Regions from separate parts of the Arachis hypogaea genome. Here region 1 is linked to region 2. The links are chromatin contacts, called in public Hi-C maps. All regions are on one chromosome and are shown on one strand. The core of a region is the stretch at or near the end of the contact, and the rest is flanking DNA. Distances in the headings are between cores, read along the strand shown. Region 1 overlaps LOC112789798. Region 2 holds the start of LOC112789797 (mannan endo-1,4-beta-mannosidase 2).

What was found. Hi-C and Micro-C count contacts between places; a contact is called where the count stands out from the background.
Region 1: a Hi-C map of an unstated tissue shows a contact between it and region 2, with 2.3 times the contacts expected there. The contact joins the enhancer-like site here to the promoter of LOC112789797 in region 2. A contact is called at or near these places in 2 of 8 Hi-C or Micro-C datasets (leaf and an unstated tissue).

The regions. Positions count from the first base shown.
Region 1 is chr3:21,274,664-21,279,584 of arahy.Tifrunner.gnm2.J5K5, reverse strand. LOC112789798 reads left to right here. Exons shown (of 1, transcript XM_025831843.3): 1 at 1-561. The coding sequence ends at 171. Among protein-coding and RNA genes, the nearest start is that of LOC112789798, 3.0 kb to the left of the region's middle. Within about 2 kb of position 3,519, at least 2 of the 3 cell types and tissues checked have open chromatin away from gene starts, as enhancers often do.
Region 2 is chr3:21,235,722-21,240,849 of arahy.Tifrunner.gnm2.J5K5, reverse strand. LOC112789797 (mannan endo-1,4-beta-mannosidase 2) reads left to right here and starts at 2,742. Exons shown (of 5, transcript XM_025831842.3): 1 at 2,742-3,807; 2 at 4,755-4,952. The coding sequence starts at 3,451.

The DNA of each region.
Region 1 (4,921 bases), core at 2,270-4,769, 38 kb before region 2:
AGAACTTTGGTTGTTGAAGGTAGGAAGATTACAAGGGAGATTTTTGGGTTTGTGGTTAAGATTCTTTTGAAGGAAGGGAATCTTGTTGCTGCTGTTTGTGCTGTTTTGGGGTATTTTGCTTTGGTTAGGAGGAATAATTATGATGGACAAGCCTCTGCTGCTGTTGATTGATATTTTGGGGTTTCCAATTTGGTCATGATTGGATTTTGGGGTTTGATCATGAAGATTCATAGATTGGGGTTTTCCAAAATCATGGAAGGTTGGTGTTCATTTGGTAAAGTCACTTAATCTCTCTCTCTCTCTCTCTCGTTCTTTTTTTTTTCCCCTTTTTGGGAAGGTATAGAGTAGGGAACTAGATTAGAATTAGAAAAGTTGGAAACTTTGACAATGTTACTGAAATGTATTAAGTGCTAAATATGCTTAATTATCTTGGTATATGATCTTGTTGATTCATTAATTCCAAAACTTAGAAGCTAGTTGTTGTGTTGGTCACCAAGATTGAGCTATTTATTGTTTGTATATACTTGATTCTGAACCAACCTGAAGTTAGTTATTTGCAAATACTCTAATCTTTAACTAGAAAGTGAAAACTAAAGCACATTTGTGTTTTCATGTGAAATTTATAGTTGAATACCGTTTGACGAAATTATATCTAATTGTTCTTCGCCGTCAATTTTATACGCAGACAACTGCATAATGTTTATGGATAGCTACCATTTGGTGGAATCTTAGTTAGGCCAAGTTAGTCAAATTATTGGTAAAAAGACTCGAATGTGTGTGGTTCGGTTTAGAACTTAGAACAGGATAAAAGAGATGTGATTCAGTTGTTATTGTTCCGTGTCTGTTATTTTAGTAAATTGTATCTTTTAAAACCGCAACTTAGAATCCATAGAAATGGAAAAATTATTTTTTATGAAAGAATTATTTGATGACTATTCAAGTCAAATTAGGCTGTTGAGTGAAGATTAGGCCATACTTTTAATCTTATTTTATACTTGTTGATATTGCAAGGATTAAGTGGTTCCCTACCTTTCATATTTAGCCATCAGAGATATCATCTTGTCTCAAGTCAAGTATAAATTATTTCAATATAAAAAGTATAAATTTATTCCGAAATAACTATAGTTACAGGTCAAGTTCTGGTTGAAGAAATTTCTTAGGAAAGGCAACATTAATCATTGAACTTCAGCAGATAACAACCTTTGGCACCAATGAAGTGACTTTGTACTTGGTGCTAGTGTCTTATGATCGATCCTTTTGGATCTTTTTGGTTCATCTTAGAGAGTGAAATGACAAATATACCCATAAAAATAGATTATATCCGGATGGAATTATCTATAAAAGAAAAGTTTGATTTGGACAACAAATCTACCCAAAAAAAAGGTATTTTTTCAGATCTTTAACACCAAGTTTTTGCGGATATCAAAAGAATTTATCTTTTTTTTTTCCTATTATTATACAGGTAAATTAGTTCGTACATAATTTTTCCTTAAAGTTTTTCGTAAATAAGTTTGTTTTCTAAATGATTTTTTGACGGTATATTTGTCATTTCATTTTACACTTACACCTATGGAAGTATATTTGGATTGAATAGTGGCAATTGAAAAAGAATGTCTATTCAAATACAACAATTGAAAGTTAAAAGATTATAAAGAAAATAATAGTGATTAACTGATGATGTAATTGATTAATCACCAATCGGTGTGACTGTATATGGTGTTATATAATCAATTCTCTTTTGCCCCATGATTATGTCAAAGGGACAATGAGGTTTGCTTAGTAATTAGTATAATATGCCGGTGATGATAGTAAGGACTAGATTGAAACTACAATAGTAAACTCTTGTTTTGCTTGTACTTCTTCCCATAAAGGGTCAAGCTTCAAACAGATCAAATAATAATAATATAAATGAAATATTTCATTTGATCAATTATTAAGCTCATTGAAGTTTATTTTGAAAGATATCAGCCACCTTATTGATATCTCCCAATAGTGGCAAACATTATGGAGAAAGACCTCCCATCTCTTCAGGTTATAATTTTCTTGGGTACTCTATTGCCTTAAAAATGGTGTTAAAGGAGAAGCTACTAACCAATAAAATAATTGGGAAATGGTATTCAAATCCCTATTTGAAGGAAAATGCTAGAAGATTTGAACCCTCTTTCATTTTGGAATATTAATCTTGATTAAGAAGTGATGTCCCATGAATAGAGGACATTTTTGGAGAAATTCATGTGAAAGTGAACTAACACTTAATAATACATATTTGAATTTTGGAATGATGTCATGTTGCACATGCCAACTGATCCAAGTCTCTTTCAGATTTTCTTTCTCTTGAAAGATCCACTTGCTACCTACAAACCGAACTTGGAATTAATCAATTACTTTTTTAAATGTATTTTAATTTGATATATATCTCTATAATTTTCACTATTTAATAATGTAAGGATTCAGTTTGTATATATTATAGGGGTGAAATTAAAATGTAACTTTGTAATATGAAGAGCGCTTAACAAACTAGATTGCATTAATGATTGATATAGTTTTTGAAAAAACAGAGTTTAGTTAATATGATCTTTATATAATTCACATGAGTTCTTTTGTTATCTTTTCTCTTGACACCATGATTTCATCTTAAGAGCATCACGAATAAGTATGAGACATTGAAACTTTTGAGATTAAATTGACTAAATTGTAAAATTTTAAATGCCATTTTGAGTATTAAACTTAGCTATATAATATACTTTCAAAGGTAAACTAATTTGGATTAGAAGAGACACACTCTTAAACGGAATTCAGATTAGAGACAGATTAGTTTTTAACTTATCGGTTTAGAATTGTAGGTAACAAACAAAAAAATCAAAGTAAAATATATAAATAGAGATAGTATATACAAAAACTCATTTGTTTGGTAGAAATACAAAACTTTTTGTTTCATAAATAAAAAACTCTTCTATTTTTGGTATTCATAAATTATATTGTTTACATTTTTATATTTCTATTTCAGAGATAGAATCTATGTGCAACTTAATAATATAAAACTGATCCATAAAATTTTGTAACAGAAAATGATTGTTACAAAAAAAGTAAAATAAAATAAAATAAAATATTATATAAATATTAAAAATCAATTACCAAATCAGTTATTATTTATTTATGTATGTTTATACATATTGAATCATATATATTTCTAATTAAATAACCAACCACCAAAATATTCAAACCTGCTATAATAGAATAATCAAACCTACAATAAACATGTAATCAAGATTTTTGCAGTAGCATAATAATTGAAAAAATTATAAATCACCAATATATATTTTAATAATAATAAAAATTAACAATAGAGATCTGATTGCGTTTCGTGTAAAAGTGGTAGGACTCATGCAACCAAAATCCAGTGAAATTAAAATTATGGACAAGTGGTTGTATTCTTTCCTTAATCACCTACACATGTAGAACCTTTACGCACATTTTTGTTTCTTCTTGCTTCGTTTTAGTGGAAAAGTGGCACAATACCTTTTGTGGCCAGCCACTATAATACTAACATTAATGGGAGTCAGTTGAAAAGTGAGCATGTAGTGCCTAGAGCTAGATCCACCCACCTTTCCCTTTCATTTTATTTATGCAATTTTCCTTTGTCATTATATTTATTAACAATAGATTTTGATTTGGGTTAGGAAATCAGGCCTAATGGAACTTGAAAAGTGATATATGGACTCGTATATATAATTAGCCCATTTTCATGAATAAGTAAAGTTTGGACCTTTGATTTTTGGTTGCTTGCATTCGGATTTGTAAATTTGCCCGTGGTTTCTGCTAGTAGAAAAAGTTATATTAGATTCAATTTGAGGAAAATCCACTTGGTTTGGTTGAGTAATTAATTTACTTATTCACTTAAGTAAGTATTAAATATTTTTTGACTAAAAAAAAAAAGTAAGTATTAAATATTTAAATTCTGTCTTGTAAAATGCCTTGAAAAGCTTGGGGTAGTTTTTTGAATAAGGAGTGCTACACATACAAGTCATTTTGGCTTTACAAGTCTTACAAGTTGGGTCAAATCTAATACGCGCATCACTGAACCATCTTCGCGTGTTTCATCTTCGTTTTCTTTTTCGAGTTTCTTGTCAAATTTGTTCGATCTCCTTCGTGCGTTCTCTTTTTGCCTTCGATCTCCTTCTATTTTTTTTTCCGATTTTCATGGTTTCTGAAATCAAGCTTTGAAATTGTTTTGAATATTATGGAACTTCAGAAATACACCCGAACGATTACAAAAATACACCCAAACGATTACAGAAATACATCCAAAGGATTACAGAAATACACACAAACAGTTACAGAAATAAACCAAACGATTACAGAAATACATCCAAATGATTACAGATGTACAACCAAAGGATTTAAAAAATACACCCAAAAGATTTAAGAAATACACCAAACATAGGAGGGAGACAGTATATTTCTTCTTGAAATCTTTTAATGTTTTGCTGGTTAAGGATGAGGCCCATGACAGAGACAATCTAAAAAAAATCTAGAAAAACAGTAAAACAGTACCTTGAATAATGTTTCTTCGTTTCTTCTTGTGATTTTGATGAAGGAAAAAGAGAAAACGAAAAGAGGAGAAGAAATTTCAATAAAAAAAGAAGTAAGAAGTGGTGTTGATGACAACAATAACGAGAGAGAAAAATTACGAAAAAGAAGAAGAGACACGGCAGTGGCGGAGCTTGAAACAAAATTTTGGGGGGCATATAGAAAATAATTGTCAAGATGTTTTTGATATGAATCCCATTTAAGATAAACTCGTCTAACCTCATCTCTCTGATTTGGGTGATATTGCCAAATTTAAATCCGTTTTCCATGGTCTCGTTCTAAAAAATTAAGGTCAAACTCATCAAATGCAACTCTTTGAACTTTTGGAGGT
Region 2 (5,128 bases), core at 1,493-3,992:
TGTTCATTTTATACTCATTGTTTGCTTGCATTTTTTTTCTCCCCTGAAGTGACATAGCTACATAATAGAAGAACAATTGATTGCGTGTATAAATCAAATTCAAAGCGTGATGAAAATATTTGTTTGTGCCTTTGACGCTCACAAAAAGGGTTAATGTTAATCATTACAAATTAGATAAATTGGAACAGGTTCACAGCAATTATAATTTGAACTACTAAGTCTAAAGGTAACCATGATTAAGATGTATTGACCTTAGAATTCGAGTAGATTGATTATCTCGAATGCTAGAATATATAATTAATTATAATTATTCTAATTATAAAACCTACACTGAGATCCACCGAATTAATATATTGATTCTGATCTCTTTCTATAAGAAAAGACTATTATTTTTATAAACAAATCACCAAAATGCATTCTATTTTTCAAAAAAATAAAAGTAAAAATAAAAAATCTCATGCTAGTTGTGGCATCCACGTGAAATATCAAATATGCCAACATTCGTAAACTGCAGAATATATAATTATATATAATATCACTTTTGTAATTGGTGGGGGAATCTGGACCTGTTATATATGCACATACCTAGCCTATATACTGATCGATAAGTAATTTTAATTTCATTTTCTTCTCTCTTATACTTTATTTATTTTATTCAATTCAAATGAAATGCAGAAAAATTATCTCCGAAACTAAGCTGTGAACTTGACTGCTTTTATCTGTTATAATATATATAATATATAATAATTGATAGATTTTTTGCATAAAAATTTAGAGGATACTATGATTCAATTATATTTATTAAAGTTTGCCACTATGAAAATACTTATTAATTTTATTGTAAAATTTTTGTATCCGAGACTTATTTAGATGATTGGCAAAGTATTTGATAGAGTTGTCACAATAGCTTCATTTAGGGATGTTTATGTGTCGGGTAAAATCAGATTTGATATGATCTAAACTTGACCCAAAATATATACTGAATTTATTTGTTAGATCCAAACTCAGTTCTAAATCCGATAAAACCTAAACATTTTGGGCCATGATTATATCGGATAAAAATCGAGTGAAAATTAGGTCGTTAACATTACATTATCTTGATATCTTCTTGTAAGCTGGCATGTGAAAATATCCAAATTTCTAAAACTATAACCATTATTTGACATAGAGATGTCAACGGGGCAGGACGGGAGCGGGAGATACATCCCTGCTCCCCATCTCCGCCCCCAGATTTACTCCCCATCTCCGTTTCCATTCCCCGCGGTGGAGGAATATTGCTCCTCATTCCCATTTCCTGAGGGGACCCCATTCCCCATCTCTTTAATAGTTTTCATTAATTATTAATTTTCATAGTAGAGAAGAAAGTATCCATCCTATACAAAAACAGCAAAATTTTATACAAAAAGTCTAAACGTCAAGATAGTGACTTTTAAAATGGTGCAGTGGGAGATGTCATGGCGAGTCAGAGCATAGAACAGTAGACAAAGTGGGGGACACAGCAACAGAGAGTAGAATGGACACGATGACAGAATTGTGGAAAGGAATGCCACGAATATAGAGAACGACACGATGACGGTAATAGAAGATGAGGAGTGATAATGCGGTGAGACGGGAGAGTGACGAGGGAGTGGCTGCAGAGAGGTTGGATGGAGTATGGATGACGTTAGAGATCTATGAACTAAATAAGGATTATGCAAATGAGCATTAGGAATTTTGACTCTCTCTCTCTCTCTCTCTCTCTCTCTCTCTCTCTCTCTCTCTCTCTCTCTCTCTCTCTCTCTCTCTCTCTCTATATATATATATATATATATATATATATATATATGGCATGTGAAATGACTAAAAGATATATATAAGAAATCAATATTAAGGATTTCGTCCCCTTTTTCCTTTCTCGCAGAAAAATTTTTCACAGTCGGATCTCTATTTGGAGCAGTTCCCACAGAGATCTCCGTGTCTCGAAAAATTTTGCCATTCCTAATTTAACATGATAAAATTCACTTAGAAAAATATAACAAGAAGTAACCATTCGATTAATTATTTTTTGCAGTTCCATCAGATGGAGTTGTCATGACTAGCTCCATCAAATACTTTGCCTAAATGATTAATCTAGTTTGCACTCAAGTTACCGTAGGATAACTTTTATAACAATTTTAAATTTTTGTTTCATAAAATCCAACAAACTCAATATTTTACTTGAACATCTCAAACAATTTGATATAAATATTTTATCAGTTTATTGTTTCATTTGCAACAACCATATACTAAACTCTTATTAGAAATTACACAGGAATACATTTTTTCAATTTTTTTCAATTATAGTTTTGGTGATATTTTTTAATTATTTGAAAAAGTGTGATATTTTATTTTATATTTTTAAGTAAAATTAAAAAAATGTGAAAAATTTATTAAATGATAAACATAATATTTTATCAAATAATTAAAAAAATATTGAGAGAATCTACTTCTCAGAAAATAAGATAATTATTAATGGTGTATTACAATTGCATTTGTTTTGCATAATCAATAAATAATTTAGTTATTAATTTTCCTAATTTTGTACTAATATATATATTGTCTTAGAAGTTTTTATAAATACAAGCATCTAATCTTTTGCATTATCAAGCACACAACATGTTTTAAATTATACCCACAATATGTATTAAAATAAAAAATTCAATTATTAATTTTTTTTTTCTCTCTATACCTTTTAGTTGATTTGGTAGAACATGAATAAGACTGTTCAATAAATCAAGGCCCACAGACAAGAGTTTATTGAAAATTAAAGACAAGTTCCTTAAAATATTAGAACTGAACAAAGGTTTCCACACTTGCCAGATCTAATTGATATTCCGATACAAACATCTCACCCCACCACACACACACTCACCATCTTCTTCTTCACTTTTCTCCCCTTTTTTCCTTCTTTTGTCCTCAACCCTAGTCACACAAACCCTATTAATTTTCCATTTTTTTTTTATTTTTACTATTCTGTATAAGAGAAAAGCATGTGAGTCTTTTTCAGTTTTCATGTGGGGGGTTTTGAACCTTGTAAGCAACAAGCATTCCCCATTTTCATGAACAGCTACACAAAGCACTTACCCTATAAAATCTCCTTTGTTACTTGCACCAACCTTCATCAAAGTTTCAATCTTTATGCACTCAGATTGTTCAAGTTCACGCCTTTGATTGCCATTAATAATCTTCCCAAAGAGAAAGAGAGAGATCTAAGCATTCTAAGAACACTCACATTCACATTCAAATTCACATCTGGGCTTGAAAGGTGAGTGAGGTTCAGATATTCTTCATCTTTGGTATACAAAAAAAAAAAAAAAAGAGTGACCCTTTTAATATAGAGCTAAAAGGGTAACTGGGGATCTCTTCAAGCCATTGAATTTCATTAGTTTTCACAAAGAAAAAAAAATCTTGTACAGAATAATAAGAGAAGCAATGGTGGCTGGGAATGGTTTATTTTATCCCATTTTCGGTTTTGCATCGTTGGTTCTATTCATTTACATGTCTTTTGGGGACATGAGGTTGGGTTTTGAGGAAGGGCCAGAAGTGTCTTTTGTGGGTAGAAACGGTACACAGTTTGTGTTGGATGGAAAACCTTTCTACATCAATGGTTGGAACTCTTACTGGTTAATGGTGCAATCTGTGGATGATTATTCAAGGCCAAGGGTGCGTGAGATGCTGAGAGCTGGGGCCAAGATGGGACTCACTGTCTGCAGAACTTGGGCTTTCAATGATGGTGACTACAATGCCCTTCAAACTTCACCTGGTGTCTTCAATGAGCAAGCTTTCAAGGTATTCATTCAATTTGTAGTAGGTTTAGCTTGTTGTGGCTTTTAACTCTTTAATGCTCTTTTTGTTTCATTTCTATTTTTGGAATATATATATATTTTAAATTTTAGGTTTTCTATGGTTGATTAAGGATACCGACATAGTTAGACTTTGATCAGTGTCTAGTAGTGGGGGTAATACGGAAGCTATTTTGGTTTTGTTTTCTTTATGAGTGGTTTATGAGTCACTTGTTATTCCCCCCCCCCCCCCCCCCCTCTCTCTGGAAATTGGGGTTTTATGTTTGGACTAGGATTACAGAATTGGATTTGTATAATTTGATGGAAAATCTGGCTTTGGATATGTGTAATTGCCGAGATTCATTAGGGCAGAGAGCAGGGATACACTGATAGTGGTTAAATATGACGAGCCGCGGCATGTTTGTTGGTGCTGGGATGAATTTTCAGGCTATGTATACCATTGTTCTTCGGTATGATGATGTGTAACTCGTGTTTGCGAGGTGTCTATGTCCTATCCCATTGTCTCTAGTTTTTGGGTGGATAGATCCCTAGACATAGATACATGTAGCTGTTTTCTTCTCCAGAAAATAAGTGTTTCCAAGTGTGTTTGCACTTCTATCATAAAACAATTACGAAATGGACCCTTAGTGTAGGATACAAGTGGTCCCTCTCTCTTGGTTCAATCAATAGTCTAAGGTGAAGATCGCCTTTATGTTATTAATTGAAAAGTTTATGTGTGATTGTTAAGTTTACGAGGGTTGTCTTGGAAATTTGCATCTTGCTGTATCTATCCCTCTGAACTCTGATCATGCTTGATAGAATTAAAAACAGCTTTATGTCGAATTACTGATTGATGATAATCCTTTCAGACCCATGAAGTGAACTAGTTACTTTATTAATTAGCATTGGCTGGTGAACGATGAAAACTTTTCTGAGCTTTTGATTGGGTGACAGGCTTTGGATTACGTTATAGCAGAAGCAAGGCGCCATGGAGTTAGGCTGCTCCTAAGCTTAGTGAATAACTTGCACGCATATGGTGGGAAGACTCAATATGTTGAATGGGCATGGCAAGAAGGGGTCGGACTAAGCTCATCTAATGATTCTTTTTTCTATGATCCATCAATTCGTAGTTATTTCAAGAATTACGTAAAGGTATGATAGGTCAATTGCAGCTTCTCAGTACTTTTTCCCTTCTTTCTCTTACTAAAATTATCCTGGATGGGATATTGATGAGCCATTCAGCTAAATCTTTTAATGTTTTAACAGATTGAATCATCATTTATCAGTTTAGCTTTGTTTAGAAACAAAGAGCAAGATGATCTAATGCA